2 separate regions of the Oryctolagus cuniculus genome follow, and region 2 is linked to region 1. Evidence: chromatin contacts called from public Hi-C data. All regions are on one chromosome and are shown on one strand. The core of a region is the stretch at or near the end of the contact, and the rest is flanking DNA. Distances in the headings are between cores, read along the strand shown.

Region 1 (7,623 bases), core at 2,751-5,250:
AAAAATGTGTGTTGCTTGACCATTTTCTTCTGGGGTTACCACTTCCTGCGTCCATTGTGTTGACCTGTGCTGCTCAGACCTCACCCCTCTGGATTCAGGTCTGTTCCGCCACCTGCTCTCTTTGTGTCCCCGGCAGCTTCCGCCCCGTGCTCCCCTGGCTTCCTCTGCGGTGGGTGTGAGCAGAGCACCACACCCTGGCTGGGCTGAGCCTCTCCACCGCATAGCTGCGGAGCTGGGCCTGCCCTGTCCCGCCGCAGCTCCCCTGGACAGCGCAGCGGCTGCAGCCCGCCCGGTCAGTGTGAACGCACTCAGTCAGAGCTCCTGATCCTTCCAGGTGGATTTGGAGCTCACAGAGCCCATGCTCGCACGGCACCTGCTCCCATCCAGAGCGGCAGGGCTCCAGGCTTCCTCCCAGGCCTGCAGACCTGGTGGCCTTTGAGGTCACTGGAACTGCAGCAGGGGCCAGGCCCTGGGCGCTGGTGGTGGTGGTGGCTGAGGGTCACCTCGTGGTGTGGCCTTTGCCAGGTGGACGTGGGTGGTCCCGGAGCTGCAATGCTGATGGGGTGAGGACAGTACTGACCTGACTTCCTGGGCCCTTCTGACAGGCGTGGTGATGAGGACAGCAGGCAGATCCCTTGGGAGCATTAGTCTGCTGTGGTGACAGTGGGGACTGTCAGGGGTGGACAGGATGACCGTGGCCAGTGCACACACACTGTGTTGGGGTCAGGTGGGCCAGCCCACTGCCATGCCTAAGGCCTGCCCAGCAGAGGCCGTTGCAGGCCCCAGGCCAGGTGTGTGGCAGGCGTGCTCAGTCCTCGGAGGGCCTGAAACAGTCACTGGTGTGGCAGGGAGCTCGCGGCGGCTCGGCCACGTCCATGATTACAGAATCACGTGGGTGGAGCCCCTTGGCCTCACAGCGGCCCTCCTGCTGGCTGCACTGGAGCCCTCTCCCTGAGGGGCTCACCACTGCACCTGCCCTCCCTCTGGGCATCCGTTTGCTTTTCAAAGAGAAACACCCACATCGTGTTCAGGGCTGTGCAAAGGTCATGGAAAATGGAATTAAAGATAAATTCATTTTGCTGAAGACATTTTTGGAAGCCTCTCTTTTGTGTGGATTTCTGGTTTGTTTTTTTTTTTGCCCCCAGATCAACGAATTATATGATTCTATTTTGATACCGGCATTTGAAGTCGTCCCTTTGTGGTTTGCCGAGGCGGCCTGGAAGTGGGGCTGTGGTTCCCAGTCCTGGCTGCCAGGGCCTGGGCGCTGCAGTGTCTCACCTGCAGGGTGGGGGCAAGGAGCACGTAGGGTCCGTGGCTGTGCTTGGGCTGGGTGTTGGGTTTTGTTCTGAGGAAGACAGGAGATCCTGCTGGGCTTGCTCCTTAGCGTGTCTCCCCCTGGTGTTGGTGGAGGGGATGTGCATGTGTACGTTGTGGGAGGGCAGAGTGTGGCGTGACTGCTCGCTGCACGTTCCCTGTGTGGAATGGCTTAAAGTCACTTAAGCTTGTGTTCAGGAAGAGGATTGCTTTTCAAAGATTTATTTGTTTACTTGAGAGGCAGAATTACAGAGAGGGAGAGACAGAGATCTTCATCTGCTGGTTCATGACTCAAATGGCTGCAGTTGCCAGGGCCGGGCTACATGAAGGCAGGAGCCTGGAACTCCATCCTGGTCTCCACGTGAGTGCAGGGTCATCCCAGGCACCTTTAAAAAGCTATTTTATTTATTTGAGAAGCAGAGTTATAGAGGGAGAGACAGAGAGAGAAGGCTACCATCTGCTGGTTCACTCCCCAAATGGTTCAACAGCTGGGGCTGGGCTGATCCGAAGCCGGGAGCCAGGAGCTTCCTCTGGATGTCCCACACGGGTGCAGGGGCCCAAGCACGTGGGCCATCTTCTACTGCTTTCCCAGGCCACAGCAGAGAGCTGGATCAGAAGTAGAGCAGCCAGGACTTGAACCTGCACTCATGTGGAATGCCGGCATCATAGGCAGTGACTTGACCTGCTGTGCCACAGTGCCAGTCCCAGGAAGAACTCTTTTTTTTTTTTATTTTAAAGAATTTGTTTTTCTACTTGCAGAGTGACATTATTATAAAATCCACAATTATTGCAATATCTGCATTGCTTCAAAGAACTCCTAAGAGTTTTGTTAAAACATATTTTTAAAAAATGGAACCAGTATAATGTATATTTTAGCTCTAAACATTGTGTCATTAAAGTCCACCTACATGACTAGCAGTTTAATTAAGGGTGTGTATTGTTAAAGAGCTCAAAACCTCTGATGGAGCACGGAGTAACAGGGTCTTTGTTACAGAGTGACGGCGTTGGAGTGGGCACCACCCAGCTTCGGTCCTGCTGGGACTTTGTCTCCGGCCGCTCGTGTTGAAGGAAGCATTGCCTGGGGACCAGAACCAAAATAAAAACTAAGCAAAGGGCCAGGTAAGTGACGACCTGTAGACCCTGCTGGGACTGGCGGCTCTGGCCCGCTCCTCTCGGGTGTGAGCCTCTGGCTGATGAGCACGGGCCCCGGGAGCTGGTAGTCCATCTCCAGCTTGCAGTGGCTTGGGCCGTCCACGGGCGCCCCCAGCCTGGCTGTGGTTCTGGGCACCAGGGATTGTGTCCATGCTTTGTGCCGGGCGCCAGGCCAGACCTGTTCAAAGCCTTTGCTGGCAATTATTATTTTGTTTGAGTGATTAAAAGAAAGTTCCTTCAGTACTCTGGGTTTGGTGACTGCGACGTGAGCCGACTTCCTCTTTTGAGAGGAAAATGCGTGTTTGTTAAATTTATTCATTTACTTATTCATCTATCAATTCATGTATTTGAAGGAGAGATATCCTGACTGCTTTACTCCCCAAATGTCCACAACTGGGCCTAGACCAGGGCAAAGCTGAGATCCAGGAACTTGGCCCTGGTTGCCCACGTGGGTGGCTGGGACCCAGGTACTTGGCGATTACCTGCTGCCTGCGGGTGTGCCCCCACAGGAGGCTGGGGTCAGGAGTGGAGCCGGGACCCCAGCCCAGACACTCCAATGAGGGATGCCTGTGTCCCAAGCAGCGTCTTAGGCGCAGTGACAGACACTCACCCAGAGACAAATGCTGGGGTCCCAGGAAGCGAGTGGGATGTGTGAGGGTTTCATGTGGCTTCTGTGGATTGACTGACTTGAGAGGGTTCACGCTGAAGTTTGTCTCGTGGGTTCAGACCAGGGGAGAGGAAGAAGGAAGTGGCCTCCAGCGGGCCGTGGCCAGGGGATGCCGGCGTGCTCCTGTGTTCTGTTGACGCGGGGCAGCACCTGGAGCCGTTGGGACCACAGAGGTCACCAGGGAGTGAGTGTGGATGGAGGCGGCGGCTGGGGTTTGCTGTGTTTGGGGACTGGGGATGTGGCCATATCTGACCGCTGGAGTACGAGCAGAGAATGGGCAGGCCAATGTCAGGGCTACTCTCTCCATGGCTGTCCTGTGGGGTGAGGGTTACTCTCCATGTTGTCCTGTGGGGTGAGGGTTACTCTCTCTGTGGCTGTGCTGTAGGGTCAGGGTTACTCTCTCCATGGCTGTGCCCTGTGGGGTCAGGGTTACTCTCTCCATGGCTGTGCCCTGTGTGGTGAGGGTTACTCTCTCTGTGGCTGCCCTGTGGGGTCAGGGCTACTCTCTCCATGGCTGTGCCCTGTGAGGTCAGGGTTACTCTCTCCATGGCTGTGCCCTGTGGGGTCAGGGCTACTCTCTCCATGGCTGCCCTGTGGGGTCAGGGTTACTCTCTCCATGGCTGTGCCCTGTGGGGTCAGGGTTACTCTGTGGCTGCCGTGTGGGGTCAGGGCTACTCTCCATAGCTGTGCCCTGTGGGGTGAGGGTTACTCTCTCCGTGGCTGCCCTGTGGGGTGGCATTTCATTTGCTCCCACAGCCTTTCTCTCAGTTCGATCAGTGACATGAAATCAGTTCCTCTGTAACCAGTTTCTTGGAAGACAGTGAGAATGCCAGCGTGGAGCGAGGCGGAGAGAGACGTGGGGTTTCGTATTGCTAAGTTAGGTGTAATTTATGGCTGCCTATTTTTAACATGCCGTGGAGCTAAAGCACTGCATTAATTATGCTGTGTAGTGAAAGGCAAGTATTTTTATACAATGTAAGCACGCACTGGAGGAATGAATTATTTATAATCCTTTGCACAAATAAATTGTTCTTAAAGGCATAGAGCAAGTCACAGGCCAGAAGGAGCTGGCTGGTGTGTGTGCCGAGAAAGCACTGGGAGCTATAAAACATCGCAGCAGCGTGGAGCAGGCCCCTCCTGTTAATAAGTGGCTGCCACCAGGACTTTGTGTTTCTGTGCTTCCCGAAGACGAGAACTAGTTCTGGCAGCAGAGTGTGAGGTGTTGCTCTCTCCTTTTCCGGCTGGTGTGGAATGAAACAGGAATAGATGTAGAGTAGTAACTACAACATGTCCCTTCCTGGAAGCCCTGCTTGTCACCTCCTCGGCGCCAGAGGGAGGCTCTCTCCAGGGGCCCTCTGGGCCCTGACCCCCGCTGGGGGGCTTGGTTTTCAGTTTCAGGCAGAATCCTGCTTATGCCACTGCCTCCCCCTCGTCTTAACACACGGGGGTCTTCTGAGGATAGATATTGGGGTCACCCTGAGCATGCGAGATGGGGAGGTCGGGGGCCGCCTGAGCACACGGGGGTCTTCTGAGGGGGGAGGTTGGGGCCACCCGAGCACACGGGGGTCTTCTGAGGGGGGAGGTCAGGGGTCGCTCGAGTACACAGGGGTCTTCTGAGGGGGGAGGTCAGGGGTCGCCTGAGCACACGGGGGTCTTCTGAGGCGAGGTCAGGGGTCGCCTGAGTACACGGGGGTCTTCTGAGGGGGGAGGTCAGGGGCTGCCTGAGCACACGGGGGTCTTCTGAGGGGGGAGGTCAGGGGTCGCCTGAGCACACGGGGGTCTTCTGAGGTGAGGTCAGGGGTCGCCTGAGTACACGGGGGTCTTCTGAGGGGGGAGGTCAGGGGTCGCCTGAGCACACGGGGGTCTTCTGAGGGGGGAGGTCGGGGGTCGCCTGAGCACACCAGGGGTCTTCTGAGGTGAGTAGGTCAGAGGTTGCCCGAGCACACAGGGGTCTTCTGAGAGGGGGAGGTCAGCGGTCGCCTGAGTACACGGGGGTCTTCTGAGGGGGTTGGTCGGGGTCACCTGAGCATGCCGGGGTCTTCTGAGGGGGCTGGTCGGGGTTGCCTGAGCGCACGGGGGTCTTCTGAGGGGGGAGGTCAGGGGTCGCCTGAGCACATGGGGGTCTTCTGAGGGGAGAGGTCGGGGGTCGCCTGAGCACACGGGGGTCTTCTGAAGCGAGGTCAGGGGTCATCTGAGTACACGGGGGTCTTCTGAGGGGGGAGGTCAGGGGCCTCCTGAGCACATGGGGGTCTTCTGAGGGGGGAGGTCGGGGTCACCTGAGCATGCAGGGGTCTTCTGAGAGGCTGGTGGGGTTGCCTGAGCGCACGGGGGTCTTCTGAGGTGGTGGGGGGAGTGCCACCCTGTTGAGTTCCCGCAGACGGTGCCTGCTCAGAGGTTGGGAGGGGCTGAGGAAGGTGGTCTCGTGCAGAAACTCGGACGCGGTTTGTGAGCATCCTCGCTGCCTCTGCCGCCAGTGTTCCTTCTGTAACAAGTGCTCATTCGTTCCCCTTTTTAATTCTAAAAGGAAGTTCATAGAACATGTCAGCTGACGTAATTAAGCTGTATGATTTTGAGAGCATTATCATGGCACATTGTAGCGTGAAGGGTGCACACACCCCCACTTGCATCACTGTGTATACAGCAGGCGCTGCTGCCTTCCCCACAACCACTGGCGTGCAGTGCAGCACCGAGTGCCCCGTAGGTCAGTGCTCAGCTACGCTGGCTGCTCTGCCCTGCATGTGCAATGAGAGTTAACGTTGCTTGAGCATTCGGTGTGTGATTAAGGCATGGACAGACACACGGTGCTTTTTTGTCTTTTAAGATTTATTTATTTATTTGAAAGTCAGGGTTACAGAGAGAGACAGATCATCCATCTGCTGGTTCATTCTGCAAATGGCCACAATGGCTGGGGCTGGTCCAGGCCTAAGCCAGGAGCCAGGAGCTTCTTCCAGGTCTCCCATGTGGGTTCAAAGGCCCGAGCACTTGGGCCATCTTCTGCTGCTTTCCCAGGTGCATCAGCAGAGAGCTGGACCGGAAGTGGACAACCAGGGCACTAACTGGCACCATGTGGGATACCAGCGTTACAGGCGGTGGCTTTCTCTGCTGCACCACAGTGGCGACCCCTACCCAGCTTCTGTGTGAACCAGTCAGGCCCGGCTTCAGCCATGCTGCGTGGCCTTCTGTTGCCAGGGTGGTCCTGCTGTCGCACAAGGTCCTAGAGTTGTGGCCGGGATGACCTGGCTGCCAGGAACAGTCCCAGTGTCCCACGTGCTGCGGGGACCAGCCACGTGAGTCGTGGCCAAGGCCGTCAGTCTGTGTTAGCAGGAAGCGGGATTTCAGCACGAGCTGAGACTCAAACCCAGGCGCTCCTGGGTGGGGTGTGGGCATGCCAGGCGGCTTCCTCACTGTGCCCCACGCCTGCCCGGGCACGGGGCAGTGGAGGCCCCCGCTGTCCTGTGCTGCCCTGGGTGGGGGAGCAGGGCGGGGGGGTCCTGGCAGGTGAGCTGCCAGGCACCTCAGCGGTGTGGCATTGCCCGTGTGGAGGTTGGCAGGTGACCAGTCCCGGCACCGCGATGGCCTTTTGGGTCGCGTGAGCATTGCTGCTGTGCTGCATTCTGGATCCTTACACGTTGGCCCGAAACCTTGATGTGTTCTCCCCTTTTTGACTAGAGGAGCCCCTGAGCGCAGCTATGGCAGAAGGTCACGGGAGCAAAATACGGCCTGGCCGAGAGCGAGGCTCAGCGCCGGGAAGGGTCTGTGGGGCCAGAGCCGAGCCTGCAGGCTGTTTGCCCGAGCCCTGTCGTGTCCGTCTGGAGATGAAGCGTGTCCCCACCAGGGTTTGCCCACGCGCCAAGCAGAGGATGAATTTCTGTATCTTGAGGCCCATGGAACGTGACTTTGCTGACGGCTGGTCGGGCAGAGAGCCGGAGCAGACCCTCCTCCTGGCCAGTGTGGAGGCCCCTGCTTATGGGCAGCTGCACCTGCCAGGAGGTTGGTTCCACACATGGTGCTCCACTTCCTGTCCAAGTGAACAGACCGAGGGGCTGTTTGGTGCAGCGGGTTAAGTGGCTACTTGTGACAGCGGCAGTGCCATTTTGCTAGCCTGCTTCCAGTCCAGCTTCCTGCTGGTGCACGTGGGAGGGCAGCAGGCATGGCCCCTGCCACCCAGGCAGAGCCCTGGAGTTCCTGGCTTCAACCTGACTCAACCCTGACTGTTGTGTGCATCTGGGGAGTGAACCAGCAAGTCGGAAAATCAATCTGTCAGTCTGTCTGTCTCTCCCTCCCCTTTCTCCCTCTCTGTCACTCTCCCTTTCAGAGAAGTGCGTAAGTAAATACGTCTTTAAAAACGGAAAGTGGCCGGCGCCGCGGCTCACTAGGCTAATCCTCCGCCTAGCGGCGCCAGCACACCGGGTTCTAGTCCCGGTCGGGGTGCTGGATTCTGTCCCGGTTGCCCCTCTTCCAGGCCAGCTCTCTGCTGTGGCCAGGGAGTG
Region 2 (7,623 bases), core at 3,133-5,632, 140 kb before region 1:
GGCCTCCATCAAGTTGAAGTCACCTGCTGGACGTCAGGGTCCTGAGGTGAGCAGTGGAAGAGGGTGCGAGAGGTTGGGGCGAGTCAGCTGACTTTGTTTCCGCTGCCCGCTGCCCTGCGTGCTCTGCTGAGCCTTGGCCGCATTCACAGTTTGGGAGGAGACCGGGTCTGGGGATGCCCTGAGTGAGGCAAAATTCCCAGCCTGCCAGTGGCCATCCGAGAGCCCGCATCCACTGTGGCCGGTGTCTGCACAGGGAGGCTGGTGGGCGGGGCTGTGTGCCGCCTGCGGAGTCTCTTTCCCTGGTGGTGCCCCGCCCAGGCGCCAAGCCGGCCCTGTGGCTCGGTGCCTGTACTGCTCCGTGGCAGGTCCCCTCGCCACATCACCTGTGAGCAGGACTTGAGCTTAGGGCTGGCCGCGCTCTAAACTGCTTGTGTGAAACAACGTTGCGTAACTCAGAAAGCCCTGTGCGTGGCATGGAAGACAAAACCCTGGCTGGCCACAGAAGTGACACTGCACCTGGTCCTGCGTGTGGTCACGTGTGTCCTGCCGGCCTGCTGCCCCTGTTGGCCACTGGCCTGCTTGGGAGTGGACAGCTCCTGCTCCATCTCAGAAGCAGCCCTCCCCTTAGCCAGCGGGGGCCTCGGACCCCTGCCGCTCTTTGTCCAGGGTGTGTCCCCGCGGCGTCCATGCGACGCCTGTGTGCACTCAGCCCGTCCGGGGCTGTATGTGCTGGCTTGTTGGGCCCGCCGTCTCCTGTGAGGCTCACGTCTGCTCTGTTTGCCACACCATGGCCAAATGGCTTCACTGCCCCTAGTAATGATGTTGGACTGACTTCTGGAATCATTTTTCTGGAACTTTCTGTCAGGGAGTTGGGCCTGGTCTCTGAGGATCTGTGCTAGTGCTTCTGCTTTGTGACCAGGGTGGGCCTGAGAGCCTGGCTTCTTTCCTGTGGGTCTGTATCCGGCAGCAGCAGAGCCGTCCTCCTGGGGAAGGGGGCGTCCTGACCCCAGCAAGGTTTTTTCTGGACTGGGTCGGCATTTGGGTCATGCGGCCCCTCCCAGGGCCCCTCCCCCGTCCGAGCGCTGCTGCTCGGGCACGTCTCGGGAGCATGGGGGGGACTCGTCTGAGCGTGTGGGTTGCTGTTTCTAAACCCGGCGCTGTGGATGCAGTGGCTGGAGCTATTTAAGGCTCGCAGCATATTTCTGCTGTTTGTGGAGCCGGCGGGCAGCATCCTGCTGAGGCTGTCTGCTTGTCATGCGCTTCAGTGGCTGTTGGGGCCGGAGGGCGGCCGGGGGTTTTCAGATAGAAAATTAGGGGGCGGGTCGGAAGGGAACAGGGCTCTGTGTGGGGCTGTGCACAGAGGTGCCACCTGTGTCTGGTCCCAGAGATGCTGTCCTGGGGCTGGTGTCCCCAGCACTTGGGCCCAAGGGCAGTGCTGCTGGCCACAGAGGGGTGATGTGGACTCTTGGTGTTCAGAGCCTCCCTTGTCCCCAGGGCAGGGGCAGCAAGGACCCCCCTCCCTGTGGCTCAGGCCCACCTCCTAGTGAGCCTCGACCTCCCAGCCTTGCTGGTTCACTCCATTTCACAGCTTGTGGCGGTCTGGGGATTTGCTGTACACGTGTCGTGTGTGAGGGCGCTGACGAGGATTCACTACACAAGTGTCACGGTGATGGGGATTTGCTGTACACGTGTCGTGTGTGTGAGGGCGCTGACGAGGATTCACTACACAAGTGTCATGGTGATGGGGTTTGCTGTACACGTGTCGTGTGTGTGAGGGCGCTAACGAGGATTCACTACACAAGTGTCATGGTGATGGGGTTTGCTGTACACGTGTCGTGTGTGTGAGGGCGCTGACGAGGATTCACTACACAAGTGTCATGGTGATGGGGATTTGCTGTACACGTGTCGTGTGTGTGAGGGCGCTAACGAGGATTCGCCTCACGAGTGTCCTGTGTGTGATGTGCTGATGGGGATTTGCTACACATGTCACGTGTGTGATAGTACTGATGGGGATTTGTTATACATACATCATGTGTGTGACGGTGAGGATTTGCTACACTTGTGTCATGTGTGACAGTGATGACTATGTCCCCTCCATCTTCATGCCTGGCCCTGAGCTTGTAGCAAGGTGAGAAGTGGCTGGCAGGCGCCCTTGTCCTGAGTGGGTTCTGCTTTCTGAGTTCACACCAGCCGTGAGCGCTTGTCCTGGAGGAGGTAGGCGTGGGGTTTTGAACCTGCATTTCCCATTTGTAGCAGCTCCTGTCTGCAAGGGACTGGCCGTGGGACTCTGGGTCCTGGGGCTGTGCACTGTGGAGAGGGCCCTGCACGCTGTGGGTGGGTGTGGAGACCCCACACAGCCTCCCGCCAAGGGCAAGCGGATGCTGGATTGAGCGTCTGGAGCTGAGTCTACCTCGCGTGGCACTCTGGGGAGCTCTGCCTGTCACTGGCTTCCATCTCCTGTAGAGACCGAGGGCTCTAAGCCCTTGGTCCTCAGAGCAGGGCCCCTGAGTGGGCCAGTTGCCTCCACACTCGGAAGCAGCACACGCGTGCGGGGCGCTGCATTTTTCCAGCCTGCTGTGGACGTGTTGTGCGATGCAGCCGTGCTGCAGGGGCGGCGTGCATGCGTCCCCTGGGTCTGTGTGGGCGTGCATCGTGTCAGTAGATGTTGCCACGTTGCCAGCTGCAGACAGAGCCCCGTGGGAGCTCCCGGAGCAGCACACGAGAGGCTGCCCGTCATGCCAACCTGTGGTCGCAAGGTCCAGGTGGGACCTGTGTCAGTGTACGTGCCTGGCTTGTGTGGGTTCCTCGTGAGCGCCCTGAGGCGCCTGCCTGTGCCCTCCTGCCCTCCCCCAGCTATTGGTGTCTTGCTCACGGGTTTGGGACAGCTGTTTATACGGGAGGAGTGTCATCTCTGTCACCTGCAGACTGCTCTTCCCATTGGAACTCGTGTCATTGCACCCTGCAGAGGTAGTAAGCTTCTCTTTAGGAAAATCTCTGTTTCCTGTGGCTTGTATCGCTTCCAGTGTTTTAATGCTTTTATCATTTCGCCTTTGCCTCTATTTTTAGCCAGTCAGGACCTTATTCTCGCTTTGCTTGGCCGTGCGGCTGTGGGGGCGGCCCCATAGCTATGTTTCAGGTGGGCTGAGGGGACCCGTGTCGAGGGCTGCACCTCAGACCTGAGTTACATCAGTCGGACACCTGCAGGCACTGCCCGAGCCTGAGCCACAGTGCACGTCGTCCTATGAAATGAGAACGAACCAGGTGCGACCGGCTTTCCTGACCGTTCATGTGGGGTCCCTGGGAGCTGTGTCCTCCCGCCGCTCAGCACCACCACTGTTCTGACATCCAGTAGTGGGGCAGCCCTAAGTGTCGGGGCCTGAGCTGCAGTTCCCTCGAGCCCCGGCCTGGCTCTGCAGTTCTGGGCAGCCGCAGGTGCCTTGGGTACAAGGTGCACCTTGCAGGGATGCGCTGGGGGCAGGAGGGGACGATGCCTCCCTCTGGGATTGCCTCTGCTGCCTGGGGTCTTGGGGTCCAGGTCAGCAGGGACTTGCCCTTCACCCCCAGTGCTGTGAGCAGTGAGTGTACTGCTTGGGCCTGGAGAGGGGGCACTGAGTCATCCGAGCAGCGGGTGATCTGGGGTGTGGAAAGGGAGGGGTGCAGAGCCTGGGGAGGGGGGTCACAGCCCTCCCGCTGTGAGGTGGATGGCTGATCCCATTAAGTCTTGTTTTTGCCATGGTCCTAGACAGTTTTACTCTCCTTATGAAACTGCTGGCTGGGCTGTGGGCTTTCTGGGTTGGGCTGGGCCTGCCCTGGCCTTGGCATTGCTGCCCCCATGCCAAGTCTGGGTCTTTGGTGGGGAAGCTCGGGCTGGGGTCACTGAAAGAGTATGGCCCTTGCTGCTGTCATCTGTCACTCATCAGAAATGCTTACTGTGTCCCCTTTCCTCCCAGAGCCCTGGGGCCGCAGTGCTGACCGTGCTGGTCCGTGGTTGGCCGGGGCTCTGGACAGCGGCCCTTGCTTGAGGCTGAAGAGGCCCCGTGGCCCACCTGACGCCGATGCTCTGAGCGGCTGCCTCTTGCGAGCAGCTTGGCTTGCCTGCTTGGCTGTAGGCCTTGCTCTGAGTTTAGAAACCAGAGCAGCCCAGGCTGACATCACCTCGTCCTCAGCATGGGGGAGGGAGCACCTGCCTTGTCCTTCACAGTTCTGCGCCTCTGTGTCTCCCTCTGCCCGCGGGGCTGGGGGTCGGGACGGGCAAGACACACAGCCCGCTCTGAACCCCCGCGCTGAATCAGTCCGTCAGGGGCTGATGGGATCTGGGCAGTCCTCCGTGCCGCTCTGTGGCCCGCGGGGCCTGCTGCCAGCAGTTCCGGGCATTCCAGACCCTGCGCGTCTGACGGGAATGGCCTTGTTTGCTTCCTGTTTCTCTGATGCCATGGAGATGCGTGCTGGGAGCCCCCTGGGGCTGGGACCAGGAAGGGCCCTGCGTTTTCTTCATTCCAGCACAGTCCAGGTTACTGTGGGTCGGTCCCCGTCGGTCTTAGGGTCTTTTTCTTTGAAATAACTCCAGAGTTGCAGGCAGCCACCAGGATTGTCTGGAGAAAGCCCCGTCCTGCCCTGTCGGTGCATGGCCAGCGCCATCTGCCTCGCCAGAGCCACACACCTCAGACAGTGCCCGGGCCCCACGCCAGCCAGGACGCTCCCCACCCCCACCCCAGCACCTCACTGGGGGTTGGACAGTGTCCAGCTGCGTGGACGTTTTGTTCTCAACCCAACCTGAGGCAATGGGGACCAGGCACAGTGTGGGGAGCAGTGTCCAAGCCCTGGGCCGTGCAGTCCCCAGCCTGGGTGCGGCCAAGGCTGCCCGTGAGGGTTCGCAGCCCCTCCTTTTCTGTTGGGAGCAAGGGGTGGGGGTGAGGTGAGCAGGTCGGCTCCAGGGTCCTGACTACTGGGAGAGGGGTTAGGCTCCCTCTGTGGCCTGGGGTCGTCCAGCAGGGCTACTGCCCCTCCGTCCCCAGAGCTTGTTTCTGATGCTTCTTCCTTGAACCTCACAGTCCGCTGTGCCAGCTGGGACAGGCCTGTCGTGTGCACATGTCCTGGGGAGAGTAGGTCCCAACCGAAACCACTTAGCCCAGGGAAAATCAGGGCCAAGGAGAGAGCACCGCACTGGAGCGGAGCCGCCGTCTTCCGGAGCGCACCGAAGGCAGAGACGGTGTTAGCAGCACACATGCCTGCTTGCCATGACCATGGGGGCCTGCAGGGGCCTGGGCGGGCAGATAAAGATGAGACACACCCGGTGAGTTCATCCTGATCCTCTCCCCACATGCCAGGCCGACTTCCCCTGGGGCATGAGGCTGCCGGAGCGGTGACGCCAGTGTTTCTGGATTTATTCAGTGTGCTCCTGCAGCACGTGGAGACTGCCCTGTTGTCTGCCCAGGACCCGGAGGCCCGGTCCCTGCAAAGGGCGCTGGTCCTGCCCCCGACACCTGCGGCCCAGTTTCTCCTCCCCGTCCTCATCCTCATGTCCTACCTTGGCACCAGTGAGCAGGAAGGCCTGTGCTGGCTGTGCACAGCGTCCCCTGTCTGGCTCCTGCCCGTCCTCACAGGGAGGGAGTCACTGAGGTGCCAGCTGGCACCACGTGGGCCTGTGCAGGACCCGCCAGTTGGGCCTGTGTCTGTGGTGATTTCCGCCTGTCTTTGCTGCCCGTGAGCTTCCCCTTGGTGTGAAGTGGGCTTCCTGAGGTTGCCATGGCGCATGTGGCTGTTTCCGGCCTGGGTGCGCAGATCGGCAGGTGGACCTCCAGCTTCGGCCTGCTGTGCCGGCTCAGCCGAGTGTGCGTTTTCTGGGCACTCGGAGAAGCTGTGGCTGCATCCAGGGCTGGGCCCGTGGTTTAGCTCTGGGATTAAAGCTGCAAGCCAGGACCCCTCAGTGCGTGGCCCCTGGGCTGAGGGGATGCGTCACCAGAGTTCTAAGGCCCTGTGGGCCCAGCTGTGCTGTGGTGCTCAGTTCCCAGGACTCTGGGCAAGCTGCTGCCCCGGGCTTGGTTACACATCTGTAATGTGCGGCCCGGCTGCAGGGTCAGCAGCGCTGCTGAGTGTGTCCAGTGGGCGGTGTGGAGAGGCCGCCTGCTCGCAGGTGCTGGGCCTCTGGTGCCTGGAAGCACACGCCATCGTCCAGCGTCACCTCATGGAGTCTCGGGCGTGGCCTGGAGGCCGTGGCTTTGCCTGCTTGCAGCTGGAAGCGCACCGTCGGTGGCAGTTGTGGGGAGAAGCGTGCGTGGGCAGCACGGTGGCCCTGGCGAAGGACCTCGGCCTGGGGCTCCAGAGGCTGTAGTGCCACCTGCGGGTGTGGCCGGCCGGGTCCTCGCACGCCCACTCCTAGGATGTCGCTCCCCCATTCGCGGAGGAACGACACAGGACCCTGCGCTGTTCTTTTGTCTGCTCGGCCCTTCCCGGGTTTGCTGCTGGTTCTTCCCAGGTTGGCTACCGACCCTTCCACCTCCGTGGAAGGGCGGCTCCCCCTGGCACTTTCCCCACTTCCACAGGGGAGCGGCACACCGCCGGCCAGCTCTCTCGGGGGCTGCTCAGATGTTATCCGGATGTTCCCCTTAGATGTTCCTGGTGCATGTTGTCTCTCTCCTCCTTTATAGTCCTCTTCCACCAGTCCCAACTCTGCTACCCACACGCCGAGTACGCTGCTCTCCTCCAATCAGGAGCAGGATCAGCTCCTGCAGGTTACTGGTCTAACTGGAGGCAGCTGTGTAAAAGTTGTTTACTCCTCTCCCAGCGCCATATTGTGGGAGAGCAGATGCATAGAATAAGTCTTAATTCCAGTAACTTAGTCTAGTCCGAGTTGTTCCCCACACTAGGACCTCATTTTCTCTCGTTTATCTCTCAAGAGACGCCGTCACCAGTCACGTTGGAGGTCCTGGGGTTGGGGTTGCACTGTGAACGGGGGGGCAGCATGGTTCAGCCACAGAGGGGACACACGGGGTAAGCTGAGGACAGGCTGGTGAGGGAGGGAAGCCGCAGACAGACCCAGGCAGGTGGGGAGGTCAGCACCAAGTAAGACAGGACAGGGGCCCCAGAGGCCAACCAGTGGCTGGACCTGACTGCAGGCAGTGTTTGGGGGTGCCTCACCCAGACGTGGCAAATCCTGATGCTGGGGAGTGTGGCTGGGGTGTGTGGATGGCTCTCAGATACGCTGCCACTGATGGAAGACACGGGTTTATCCTGATGGTGGATTCACTGAAAAGATGGTGGACCGCTTTTTGCTTAGAATTCAGACTAACCTGAGTCTTCCCCTTCTCTCCCTACCCAGCACTTGTGCAAAAGCCTTCCGAGCAGCTGGGACCCATGAGCCAGGGCTGAGCGTGCCCGCCTCTGGGGTCAGCCTGGGACGCTCGGCACCACGCAGCTCTTTCCTGGGCACCAGAGGCCACGTTTGGCATGGGCTCTCCCCCAAGCTGTTCTCTGCGCCGGGCTTACTCTGCCTGACGCTCCACTGGTCTCCTGTGTCCGCAGCGAGCCCAGGCCCTGGGAGGGAACGCAGTACTGGCCTTAGAAACTGGAAGGAGCCTCTGACCGGCAGAGCCAACCTCCCTCTGCCTCCGGGGCTGGGGGTTG

The links. Hi-C and Micro-C count contacts between places; a contact is called where the count stands out from the background.
Region 2: a contact with region 1 is called in a Hi-C map of psoas muscle, with 13 times the contacts expected there. The contact joins two enhancer-like sites. A contact is called at or near these places in 4 of 6 Hi-C or Micro-C datasets (ear pinna, psoas muscle, skin fibroblasts and 1 more).

What each region holds. Positions count from the first base shown.
Region 1 is chr4:1,501,693-1,509,315 of mOryCun1.1, reverse strand. It overlaps ADARB1 (adenosine deaminase RNA specific B1), which reads left to right. Exons shown (of 12, transcript XR_011387666.1): 2 at 2,309-2,433. Among named protein-coding and RNA genes, the nearest start is that of ADARB1, 58 kb to the left of the region's middle. Within about 2 kb of position 4,000, at least 2 of the 8 cell types and tissues checked have an H3K27ac peak or open chromatin away from gene starts, as enhancers often do.
Region 2 is chr4:1,643,895-1,651,517 of mOryCun1.1, reverse strand. The region is part of intron 2 of SLX9 (SLX9 ribosome biogenesis factor); the gene reads left to right. Among named protein-coding and RNA genes, the nearest start is that of SLX9, 9.6 kb to the left of the region's middle. Within about 2 kb of position 4,382, at least 5 of the 8 cell types and tissues checked have an H3K27ac peak or open chromatin away from gene starts, as enhancers often do.